3 separate regions of the Mus musculus genome follow, and regions 1 and 3 are each linked to region 2. A link is a contact called in public promoter capture Hi-C data. All regions are on one chromosome and are shown on one strand. The core of a region is the stretch at or near the end of the contact, and the rest is flanking DNA. Distances in the headings are between cores, read along the strand shown.

Region 1 (3,990 bases), core at 1,241-3,740, 290 kb before region 2:
AACTAAATGATGCTTGCCTATATTTTCATGTTACAGGAATATCATCTTGTGGGGCTGTAGAGATGGCTCAGTGGTTAAGAGCCCTGGCTGCTTTTCCAGAGGACCTGAGTTCAATTCCCAGAATCCACATGGTAACTTGAGTCTCAGGGTATCTGGCCTCTTTGGCCACTGTGTGCACAAACATACAGTCAGGCAAAATACTCATACACATAAAATAATAAAACAAAAATTTCAAGCTCATCTTAGATTTGATAAATCTATATGAACATTTTGATAAATTTATACTAACAAGTTTCTGCTGACTTACTTAATTAAGAGATTATTGTAGTGTCTTTATTGTTATAGTAACACAGAGAAAATCCTAGCAATGTAAGTGACTATTGTTCTCAAAATAAAAAAACATGTGTTTTCCGTGTATTATGACTGAAGAAAAAAACAAAACAAAACAAAATGCTTCATCCAGACAGGCATAGTGGCCCATTCCACCAATCTCAGCACTCAGGAGGCAGAGTCAAGATCTCTGGGAGTTCAAGGCCAGCCTGATCTACATAATGAGTCCAAGACTAGCTAAGACTACATAGTAAGACCCTGACTCAAAATAAAAAAAACAAAAATGCCTCTTTTCAATTCAAATATACTGTAAAAGTCACTAATTTAAAGGAAAAATCTTTGGTTGTTTTTACCATTATTATATGATGTTGGCTGGTGTGGAGCTGACCATGTAGGGCCTCAAATGTCATGAGAAGAGGTATGATAAAAGTGGGTGTCACCAATGCAAGTGTGTCAGTGAGCCTGTTTACTTAAACTTCCTTAGCCCGAAGATATTCACCTAGGAACAAAGACTAAATAAATACAAAAGCCATCCCTGCCAGTTGGGGGGGGGGGGGGATGTTCTGAGCATTCCTCAGAGGATCAATAGGGACACATTGCAGGCCTGTCTTCCTCTTTCAACTACCTTGGAGCCTCAGGCTATGTTTGTATCTGTCAGTCTGGATTCACAGACAGAAACCTAGCAGTATCTGTCCCCTGAGAGGCTCCACCCAGCAGCTGACTGAAGTAAATGCAGAGACCCACAGCCAAGCATTAGAACAAGTTCAAGAAGTCTTGTGGATGAGTTGGGGGAAGGATTGAGAAACTTGGAGAAGACAGGCGCTCCACAAGAAAAACCAACAGAATCAACTTGACCTGGAACCTTGGAGGCTCCCAGAGACTGAACCACCAACCAAAGAGCACACAAAGGCTGGACCTAGGCCCCTTACACAAATGTCACAGATGCTCAGCGTGGTCTTCATGTGGGTCCCCCAACAACTGGAGTCTGAGCTTATCATGACTTTGTTGCCTGACTTGTAGATCCTGTTTCCCTAAGTGGGCTGCCTTGTCTGGCCTCAGTGGGAGAGGATATACCTAACCCTGCAGTGACTGGAGGTGCCAGGGTGGGTTGGTACCCAGGTGGGGACCTCTCCCTTCTCAGAGGTGAAGGAGAGGGGTGGTGGTGGGGCCATGTGAGGGAGGGACTGGGGGACGGTGCTGCAGTTGAGATGCAAAGTGAACAAATAAATTAACAAATGGAAAAAAGACAAAAAAAAAGAATTATTTTAAGGAATAATATGGTTCATAACAGATGTTCAGTAAAATTACTTTTCCTATTTGTGATAGATGCATCAACATAATAGAGGCTTCCTGTGAAGTGTCCGTGGATTCAGAGACAGGAAGCTTTCCTAAATGTTTTCATATTATGTTATCAGGAGGCATCAAAGCCTAAAGAAGGCAGTGAAGTCAGTGAGAAACAGCATCATTCTTCAGTAGAGCAAAGAGTTCAGATTTCAGTTGTGTCTTTTTAGTGTCCTTGCCAACGTACTGACGTTCTCTGTAAAGGTTTCCTCTCATGTAAACCGAGGTAATCGGAGGCGCTTCATACAGAGCTTGACAGGTGAGGATTTTCCACACAAGGTGGTAAGTGTGATTATTAGATTATAAATGTAAAGGACGTGTGAACCAGGGCCTCACAATTCCAATCTCGATGGTTTTTGTCTTTCACTTCCAGATGTCTGAAGCATTGAGTCGCAGTGAAGCCTCCATAGTTCATGTGCTTTCATTTCCCACTTTTGCTTAACGTCGGTAGCATCGAGGAGTCTTACTGTAAGCCTTTAAAGAGAGAGAGAGAACAAAATCCCCAATTCGTAGCTACTATTTCAACAAGTGGCTCCTTAAAAAAACAAAACCAAACAACCCCCCCTCCCCCAAAGCAAACCTTAGTTTTTACATTTTCAGTTTAAAGTTGGAGCTCATTAATCATTATCTGTGTCCATGTTCAAATATGAAGATTGTCCTACTGCTACAGTCCTGGGAGGGAGGGAGGGAGGGCCCTTGGGTTATTATAAAGCTGGAAGGCTATGGTGTTTAGTTTAAGCTAATGAAGGGAGCCTTGCAGTCAGGATGTGGAGTCACTCCCTGTGGCGAGGCTGTTAACTGGCCAGGAATGAGACATGTTTATAATTAGAGAAGCATTAGGTGTTAGTGATCTTGGCGACCAGGGAGCCTGTGCCCAGTGGACTAGTCAGGCTGGCTATTTCCTCTATCCGTCAAAGTCAGAAGCAGTGTAATGAGGGGTGGACGAGTAAATTCCTCGGAGCTGAAACTATCTATTAAAACATAACTACAGTTTCCGAGGAATAGCTTTGGAAATGACACAGTCTAAGAGCAAAATAGAGTAACAATACAGCAAAGCATTAGCCTGAAAGGTAGGCAGGACAGGGCAGAGACAGAATTCTCAGACCCATGAGGAGCAGAGGAGGAGTGTATGGTTTTGTTCCCCTTAACATTTCTTTTTCTGGGAAATAGGAGAGCCAGGAAAGTGCTTTTCCAGAAAATACATTTGTTGAAAGCAGAGAAAGTTGTCAAATAACTCCACGTTCTTCTGAAAATGTAGGCTCTGGGAAAGATGGAGGAATGCTAATTATTTTTCCTCCCCCTCCTCCTCTTCCTCCTTCTCCTTCTCCTCCTTCTCCATCTTCTTGTTCTTCTTCCACAGAGGAGAACACCAAAGTAGAGGATTGTAGGGATAATTAGTATCATGAAACATCGTTAATAAAAATACACTATATACATTAAAATATTTCTATTTTGTCTGTCTTATTTGGTACTTACTCCTAAATGAAGTAGTGACTTACTGTATTTTACACGAGTACCCGATTGTCACACAGCAATGTCTGCCCGTGACTCAGGTGTCTCCAGGCCCTGTGCTTGTAATAAATACATATGATACACGTTTCTCAGATCTCATCTATGCTGTGTTAATGCATGTTCCATGGAATTGTAACAGACACTTAGAAGTGGCCTTTGCAAAATTATTTTAGGGGCTAGAGAATTGGTTGAGTAGTTAAAAACATCTGCTAACTTTTCAGAGAGAGAGAGAGAGAGAGAGAGATCGAGCATGCAGCCCCCCCCCCCCCCCCGCATGCACACACACTAACTTGAATACCCACTTAGGCCTATCAAGAATTTAATAAAGCAGATTAAAAGCCTGGCACTTCTGTCTTTTTTTTTAAACCTGTATCTTGGCTTAAGGCATAGACGTAAATTACTATCTTAACTTTCTTCCTCAGTCACACTGAATTTCAGAACAAACCCTCCTAGGACAGACTGTCCTCTCAGATGAGGACAATTATCCCTGGAGACAAGGTTGGCCCCTCAGCAATGAACAGATCGATTATTTAACAGTTCCTGGGCTGTCAGAACTGAGACAACGATGATGAATCAATGACAGGCAGGACCACACGTCTGCTAGGACGACCTCTTGCCTTTGAAGTTAATCCTCACATCAGCATCTGGAAGATGGACTTGGGTCACTAGACCGCTTTATTTGTTCTTCTTCCCAGTGTGGTCACATCCAATGGCTCCCTTTCTGCTTGTCACCATGACTCATTTCTTTAATTGGCGTATAGGGACCAGCACTTTAGTCTAGATTATTGGGGCTACTAGAGCCCAGAT
Region 2 (3,706 bases), core at 710-3,209:
GCTGAGCCTGAAAGCCCCTTTACTACCTTTGGTGTGATATATTTTTGAAGTCAGTGTGGTTCTTCTGGGATATCCATCCCCCGCGGCGGCGTTGTGGTCATTACCAAGGTTTTCAATGATGCTTTCCTCAATTTCCCCTCGAGGAAAATGGCTGTGGTCAGAGGGCATGCATATTCCTAAGAAAACCAGAAATAGTGATTAATCCTCAGGCTGTAGTTTGTTGCTGCTAATAGCCAAGACAGGAGCAGTGGGTTATACAGACACCACTGTGAGTTACCTCACTGCTGTTGCTGCCTTTCTATTTACCAAAACTCCCCAGAGAAAGCAGTATCAATGAGTGTACTGTCGAATCGTATGGAACGCCTCAGGTATAGCCATTTTAAATGCTTTCCTACTAATTGTAGTGGAGGCAGTAGAGACTTTTCTGTCTATTTTAATATTACCCTTTGGGCTAGGAAAAAGAAATCCAGTCACTTAAAAGAAATTAATCTTAAAAAATAACTTCTCTGCTCTGGGTGCTAGCTGCGCAATGCAGTTCCGGCTGCCTGGAAGACTGCGATCTCACCCGCTAGTTACTTTACTGTATAATTTTGATATTACGGAGATTTTAGTGAGTTGACTCTGGAATGCTGCTGTAACCTAGGAAGTTAGCCACCCCTCAAGTTTATTTCTGGAGACTTCTTTGAGACATTAACATTTTGTGGATCTGTGGTTGTGTGTGTGTGTGTGTGGGGGCAGTACTTCTTTGAAGGTAGTTGAGGGTGGAGGGAAAGGGGAGAAGGGATGGAGAGCTAGGGGTGTAAGCGGTACAGAGATCTCTTTTAAAAGCTGGCCAGCAGAGATTAATCATTCTAGCTCCCCGTTGACAACAGTTGTAATAGCCTTAGAGGAAAGAGAGACTGGCAAAGCCACGCAGAGTCCACCTTAAGAAAAAAACGTCTGGCTCCCCTTTCAGAACGACCTCTCCCCCTTTCTCAAGTGCCCCAAGGCTCCCTGAAGATAATTGTTTGATGGAAGGGTCCACTTTCAGGTCTTGTTGTTAGATCACAGAGGGAGGCAAGGAAAGATAAACTTTCAAGTGCTCAAACACAAGCCAGTGACGATGTGTCAGGAGAACCCTTGCATGAGCACGCGTTTGCAGGTGGCGCCACCTTAGCTTTGACAGAACCAGAGCATTTCATTTGATTCCTGGGTCCTCAAAGGCAAGGTGGTTCTAATTTAAAAAGGAGTCCAAGACTCACCATTTTTGCAGTAGTTCCCGGGGCAGCACATAGCGTGCCTCATGCAGCGCTTCCTGCGCTTTCGGCAAGCCAGACAGATCTGTACACCTCCGACGCCGGCTGCCCCGCGGCTGGGGCTGGAGCAGTACTCGTCAGAGCCGCACTCCTCATCTTCAGCGCAAGGGTAGGGCTGTGGGAAGGGAGCGGACTGGTGAGCAACTCAAGCATCCTGGTACCCACACCTTCAAGGTCCCCATCTGCCTCTTCAAAAGCCCCTTAAGCGCGCTGCTCTTAATGCAGTGATTCCAAACACACCCCAAATCTCACACACCTAGATCTTTCTGAGACCCCCGTCGGGATCACAGCACCCCTCTTACCTGGTAGTTGTCAAGAGTCTGGTACTTGTTCCCGCCCTCATAGAGAACTCCCGGCGCCACACTGACAGCAGAGCCCGGCTGCCCCCCAGCACCACCCAGCGGTGGGGGCAGGTTCTTGATCGCGTTGGAATTGATGAGAACTGAGTTCAAGGTGGCACTGGCTCCTAGCAGAGGGAGGCTGCAGAGAGCCATCATTGTAAACACGGCCAAGAACCGGACAGCTGCCGCTGCACACACAACCATCATCTCCGAAGGACGCAAACAGGCAAAGGTCAGGAAAAGAGAGGTCACTTTGCACGGCGGCTGGCTGCAGAGTCTGGACTGCGGAACCTCAACTTCGGGACCTCCGCTGGTGGAGTCTCTGGCTGCCAGGCGCACAGCTCTGCACCGCCACCGCCACCTCTGGCTGCCTTTATACTCAGGCTCCCAGCCCTCCCAGCTCCTCAGGGAAGACAACAAAGCCGGGATGGGATTTCAAAGCTTTGGGAGGAGCTGGGAGGGGGAGTGTTTGTGTGTCGGAAGCAGGGAGGACTTTGACACTCTCCCCTCGCCCCTCCCTTGCACTGTGGTCCCCTTGTCCAGCTCACCTTAGAGTGTGGGTCACTAGAGCACTAGAGCATTAGAGCCTAGCCCAAACTTATAAATAAATAAATAAATAAATAAATAAATGGCGGGAGGGTGCACTCTGTGAGCTTGAGTGTTCTGCTGTGGGGCTGGGTTAGTTCTGTCTGAAATCCTTGTCAGAGTTAAAAGTGATAGAATATACAAAACCACGTTTCTTCTCTTCCCCATATGAGTACCCTCGCTTTCTGCGCACGCAAATAATATTCAGTATTAAATACAATGCGAGCAGCCATTCATCAAAGGTTTTGTGAAAAGCCCAGGTGGCTCCTATAGTTGCTGATTAACCCTTTAGCGTTGCGATTTGCAAATGAGGTTCTTGTCTTTTAAGTTTGTCTAGTTGCTTCCCCACTTCCCACTCCCTCCCTCCCCCCACCCAACCCTACACACACCAGGAGAAAAAAAAATGTGCAAAGACAAGAAAATTTGCACATCAAATGAGGATGCCAAGGGAAGAACTAATTCGCTTTTGATGGTGAGTTTGGGGGGGTTGGGGGTGGAGGCGAGAGACTGCCGTTTGGAAATTAAATCAGGGATGGAGGGGAGAGGGAAATAGGCACCCGATAATCAAACTATTTAATGTGGTTCTTTGAATCTGGTCAATCCCAGCAGTAGATGAACTTGATTAAGCAGACACATGAGATCAAAGTGGCTCTGAGCCAGAGCGGACAGGGTCCCTGAGCCTGGTCAGTCCTCTTTCCCTGGTTCCCTGTTCCCAGCGGTGGGTTAATAGAAGAAGATAAGAAACCCGAAGGCTTAGCTCCCGGCTTTCTCATTAGTGTTTCATATCGCTGAGCAGGAGAGGGCTTGCTTTTGATCCCAAATCAAACCTCGTCCAGGACAGGACAGGACAGGAGGAATAACCCTCTAGGGAGATAACAGAGGACCTCCTGGAAAAGAAGTGCTGAACCTAAATCAGAGAATGAATTTGAAGGGGTTTCGCCCAGTGTGTAAAATAAGAAACAACATGGACATAAGAATGCCGTGCTTATAAATTAGCGGTAATGTATGTAATAATGACTTTTATTAAAGTCAGTCTTTTATCCAACCATCACAGTGCTAAAAGAGACAGTTGTCATGAAATAACAAAAGATAAGAAATGTGAATGGATAATGTTTAAGAACAGATCGATAAATCTGAGACCACAAGCAACTGTTGTATGAGACTGAAAAGGAAGAAATGATCTGAAATCCTTGTTGGAGAGGGTGAGCTGAGATGTCCTTTGTAGCCCCTTAGCTTCTGGATCTGCTAGAATTATTCACGACACCGCTTTATCTATAATAGTTATTCTTAGGAAGCCCCCCACCCCCACAATAGCCAATGACAGTCTTGTACAAATATAACCCTGAAGTTGAGCTAGGAGGGATATTATGAACAATATTTAAATATCTGTTTGGTGGATTTCAGAACTTAAGTGTCTTCCAAGTAACTTTTAATGTTGCCTCAATTCTACCCCAAACTCCATTCATCCCGAAGAATTTCCTGTGG
Region 3 (3,830 bases), core at 1,127-3,626, 270 kb before region 2:
ATTTCGAACTAGATTTCTTTCAACTGCATCAATTATTTAACGAGTAGAATTACAGATACATCACACACACACACACACACAGAGTTCACTTGACAGATCTCTTCATAGTGTGATAGCTCAAAAAAACTCTTGAGGGCTTATGACAGGGAGAGACATTTTAATGGAAAGAATAATTTAAGGAAGTAATTGATATTTTCTGTTTTTTAAATTGTCCTTTTTCTTCTACTTCCTTCTACTTCGTGTCTCTTCCTCCCTCTTCTCTCTCTCCCTTCCCTCCCCTTTCCTTTCAGAACAAATTTATCCTAACACTTATGTCAGATGCAGACACAGGAGGTCAGGGAGCCCTCTCAAAGTCTCTGGGACTCAGTCAGAGGAAATGGTTGAGCGCAGCTCATAGGGATATGAGCTTCTTGCATGCAGATAAGAGCTGACAGGGTGAACAGGCTAGTGAAAGGCTGAAGCAGACTCTACATTGTCTGCCTGTGATGGTTTGCTCTGCTCTTCTGTCTTCCCCTCTCTAAGTTGGTGCCATTACCAACCTTGAAAACTTTCCGGGTTTTCAAAGAGCTCCAGGCGAAACTGTTGTGATGGTTGTCAGGAGGGACTGATCCTGTGATGTCAAGGGAGAGTCGTGAAAAAACTCTCAATCATTTCACCTAGAGCTTTATAGCAATTAAAGCTGAAAATGATTCTCCAGTACAGCACAACTCTCCTGTCTTCACCTCATCGAACCCCTGTCCTGTTTAGCGAGAGGACTTGCTTCATCTTCAAGTTCCTCCTGATATGCACCTGCTGAATAAATCCTCCAGTCTCAATTTGATGCAAACCACTTTTTTCTTCCTTCAGTCCCATAGGTCAAGGGTTATTACGATCTAGTGTGAAATGTCAAAGCCAGACAAGGGGCGTAACATGGCGCTGGCGTCTGAGTATGGGCTGGATAAGGAAAACGTTTGTACAGAAGTTATTTACAGATCTGATTTGTGGATTAGAAGCCCTGGAGGCTGCAAAGGCATTGAATATATATATATATATATATATTTTTCTGAGTCCCCTACTATCAGAACAATATCAGGTCCATAGTGGACACAGACATGATTAGGCATTGTAGTAAGAGAAAGTTAGGAACATGAACTTAGAAAACTTATTCATTCTAAAATTGCTGATATTATCTGAACTCCAGTAAGGGAAATATTTTTTGTTCTATTACAAGATGAGATTCTCGGTGTTTTCCTTGATGAGTGGACTCTCATGTTCTGTGAATGGCAATCTCAGGGATATCACGTCCTACGCTAAAGAAATACTTAGCAGTAAGGCACAAGCCTATGTAAAATAAACATCCAGAGGCCTGCAGAGGGTAAATGGTAACCTGGAAATAATTATCCTATTGTTAAAGAATAAATAACATATGAAAAATGTAAGGGGCAGGGAGGGGGGAACTTCCTCCTGTGCATCATTTAATTTTTTTTAAATTGATGAATCAACATCGAAATGCCCTGTAAGTTAAAGCAGCAGTCTAGTAAGTCTTTGCTATCTAATATTTTAAGTAATATTATGACTTTAATAATTTAAAGTCATATTATTACTTTATTTAATTATTTAATAATTTAAGCAATATTATTTTGTGATTCACTTTTATTACCTAAAATTGTTCACTAGAATAGTAAATGATAGTAATTAATATTAATCTTCAACGTTTACAATTTAAAATTGTTCATATTGTAAATTCAAAACAAGTTAAATATATAAGATAGAAATTAACATGTATATTTATGTAGGTGATAGGTTACATACATAGACGTGTATATGCACGTAAGCATATATCTGTGACTACGCGTATATAATGTCACACATATATGTAACACTTCAATCCAGGGAAATGCTGGCTTTATTTTATAGGTTCATTTTCTTCCCTTTCTGCCCTCCTCTCTGCCTCCGTCCGTCTGTCTCCTTTTTATTATTTCCCAAGCTTTCTGAAGAGGGCGTCTAGACCACTACCACTTCCTCCCTTAGTCTTCCTCCCACCTCAGTCTGGTTTTTGTCTCTACCACCCCACTGAAACTGCTTTCACCCCGAGCCTTGGCCATTAATCCAGAGGGGGGAACTTTTGGTTCTTAACTTACTTGACAGCCAGGAGCATTTAACACCCTCTCAGCCTGCTTGAGCTGTCTTTCCTCGGAACATACTCCTAACGTAGACGCTACACTTCCTTTGCACATTTCTGCCTAATTATTTGGCCCTATCTTAGGCCCCATTCCCTTTTATTCTTCCCTTTTCATAATTGTTAAAGAGATTTTTGTTGTCCTGTGGTTTGAATGGAGACAGTCATCATCTTTGACCCCTCCACTCTCTGTCCTCTTACCCAACCAACTAAATATATCTTCTCCCTGTCCTCACATCCCTTCCCACTGCTGCTATCTTAGTAAACACTCTCATTATCTTTCACCAAGTGATTACGAGAGCATCCTAATTAGTCTCTCTTTTCCTGCCAGATTCCTGGCCCTCCATCCATCATAACTGCCCCACTGTGATAGTATTACAACCCATTCAGTGGCTTCCCGCTATCCACAAGACACAGCCCAGGCTCTTTGGGATAGATAATGTACCTGGCTTTTTCTTTTTTAAAAAAGTTAGACAGCACCTTCTTCTTCATTCATACACATAACACTGAGGTATCAGGCTCCCTCTTATTTCTCACCGTTGTCCTGGTCTTCCATGCCTATACCACTGCACAGATCAGCTCTTTTGCTGCCTAGACCAGATGCCTCCTTTACTCTGGAAACTGAAATCACCTATTTGCACTTTATTAATTTGGTTTTCTATACATCTCTTAGGATAATTTAGAAATGTCATTGTCCATTCGTCTTTTAATTGACTGTAAGTGGATGCTTTGCCTGTCTAAACTTCTGATAATATTTCTCCACAAACTTACCCCCATATCCATTACTAAACTGAAGTGTCTTTTGTAAAAATCTATACTTTCATTTATTTTCCCTTCTTCCTTAGTATCTAATTTTTGTTTACTCCTGTAACTTCTACCTGTAGGAAAAAAAAACTTTAATTGACTCACAGGTGTCTATTCTGCAACGTTACAACTTTACTCTTTTGGATTTTGGTTTTTCAAGATAGGATTTCTCTGTGTAGCACTGGCTGCTCTGGATCTCACTCTGTAGATGAGGCTGGCTTCAAAGTCACAGAGATCCACCTGCCTCTGTCTCCCGAGTGCTGGGATTAAAGGTGTGCACCACCACGCCCAGTCACAACTGTACTATTTTTGTCTACTTCAGTGTCCACACTTCCGTATTTTACCTCTTTTTCTAACTTATCTCAAATCATCTATATCTTGCAGACAGAACTGTACTTCTAACCTTAAATGGAACACTTTATATCCTTCATAAACTCTTCGAATGGCTTTTGATAGTCAAGAAATAGCCTTACCCCAGGGAAGAGGCAGTCCCCACAAGTTGCCTATCCAACACCAAGTGGTCAGCCCATGCAACATGCAAGTAGTATTATATGAACTAAGCAGGTTGCATTTATATAACTAGGCATATATGTCAAATGTAACAATAAATATATATGAAGAGAACAATATATATATCATTTATTATATATATTACATAACAATAATTTTTTTAAAAGAGGCCATAAATTTGAAAGATAGTAAACATTGATCTGAGTGGTTACAGAGAGGAAAAGCAAGGGACAAGAGTGTAATTATATTTTAACTTCACAATTAAAAGTATTGAGTGAGCCAACAGTACAAATTCATTTACATGGCTCTCACGAGCTCTTTGCTTCTGGGTCCCACTGGAAAGAGACTTATGTTTGTA

What was found. Promoter capture Hi-C pulls out the DNA fragments that hold promoters and counts their contacts.
Region 1: a contact with region 2 is called in a promoter capture Hi-C map of the HPC-7 cell line, with 20 times the contacts expected there. A contact is called at or near these places in 24 of 39 promoter capture datasets (the 3T3-L1 cell line, the C10 cell line, the HPC-7 cell line and 16 more), 253 of 484 Hi-C or Micro-C datasets (the 3T3-L1 cell line, 3T3-L1-derived adipocytes, the AML12 cell line and 126 more), 66 of 130 datasets of targeted methods (CD8 T cells, the G1E-ER4 cell line, the NIH/3T3 cell line and 35 more) and 6 of 9 other capture datasets (adipose tissue, embryonic stem cells, embryonic tail and 3 more).
Region 3: a contact with region 2 is called in a promoter capture Hi-C map of the HPC-7 cell line. A contact is called at or near these places in 11 of 39 promoter capture datasets (the C10 cell line, the HPC-7 cell line, cranial neural crest and 6 more), 2 of 484 Hi-C or Micro-C datasets (bone marrow-derived macrophages and embryonic fibroblasts), 15 of 130 datasets of targeted methods (craniofacial prominence, embryonic basal ganglia, embryonic forebrain and 9 more) and 1 of 9 other capture datasets (macrophages).

What each region holds. Positions count from the first base shown.
Region 1 is chr19:30,254,056-30,258,045 of GRCm38.p6, forward strand. No RefSeq gene overlaps it. Among named protein-coding and RNA genes, the nearest start is that of Mbl2, 23 kb to the left of the region's middle.
Region 2 is chr19:30,547,537-30,551,242 of GRCm38.p6, forward strand. It overlaps Dkk1 (dickkopf WNT signaling pathway inhibitor 1), which reads right to left and starts at 1,960. Exons shown (of 4, transcript NM_010051.3): 1 at 1,598-1,960; 2 at 1,242-1,410; 3 at 27-176. The coding sequence starts at 1,843.
Region 3 is chr19:30,276,890-30,280,719 of GRCm38.p6, forward strand. No RefSeq gene overlaps it. Among named protein-coding and RNA genes, the nearest start is that of Mbl2, 46 kb to the left of the region's middle.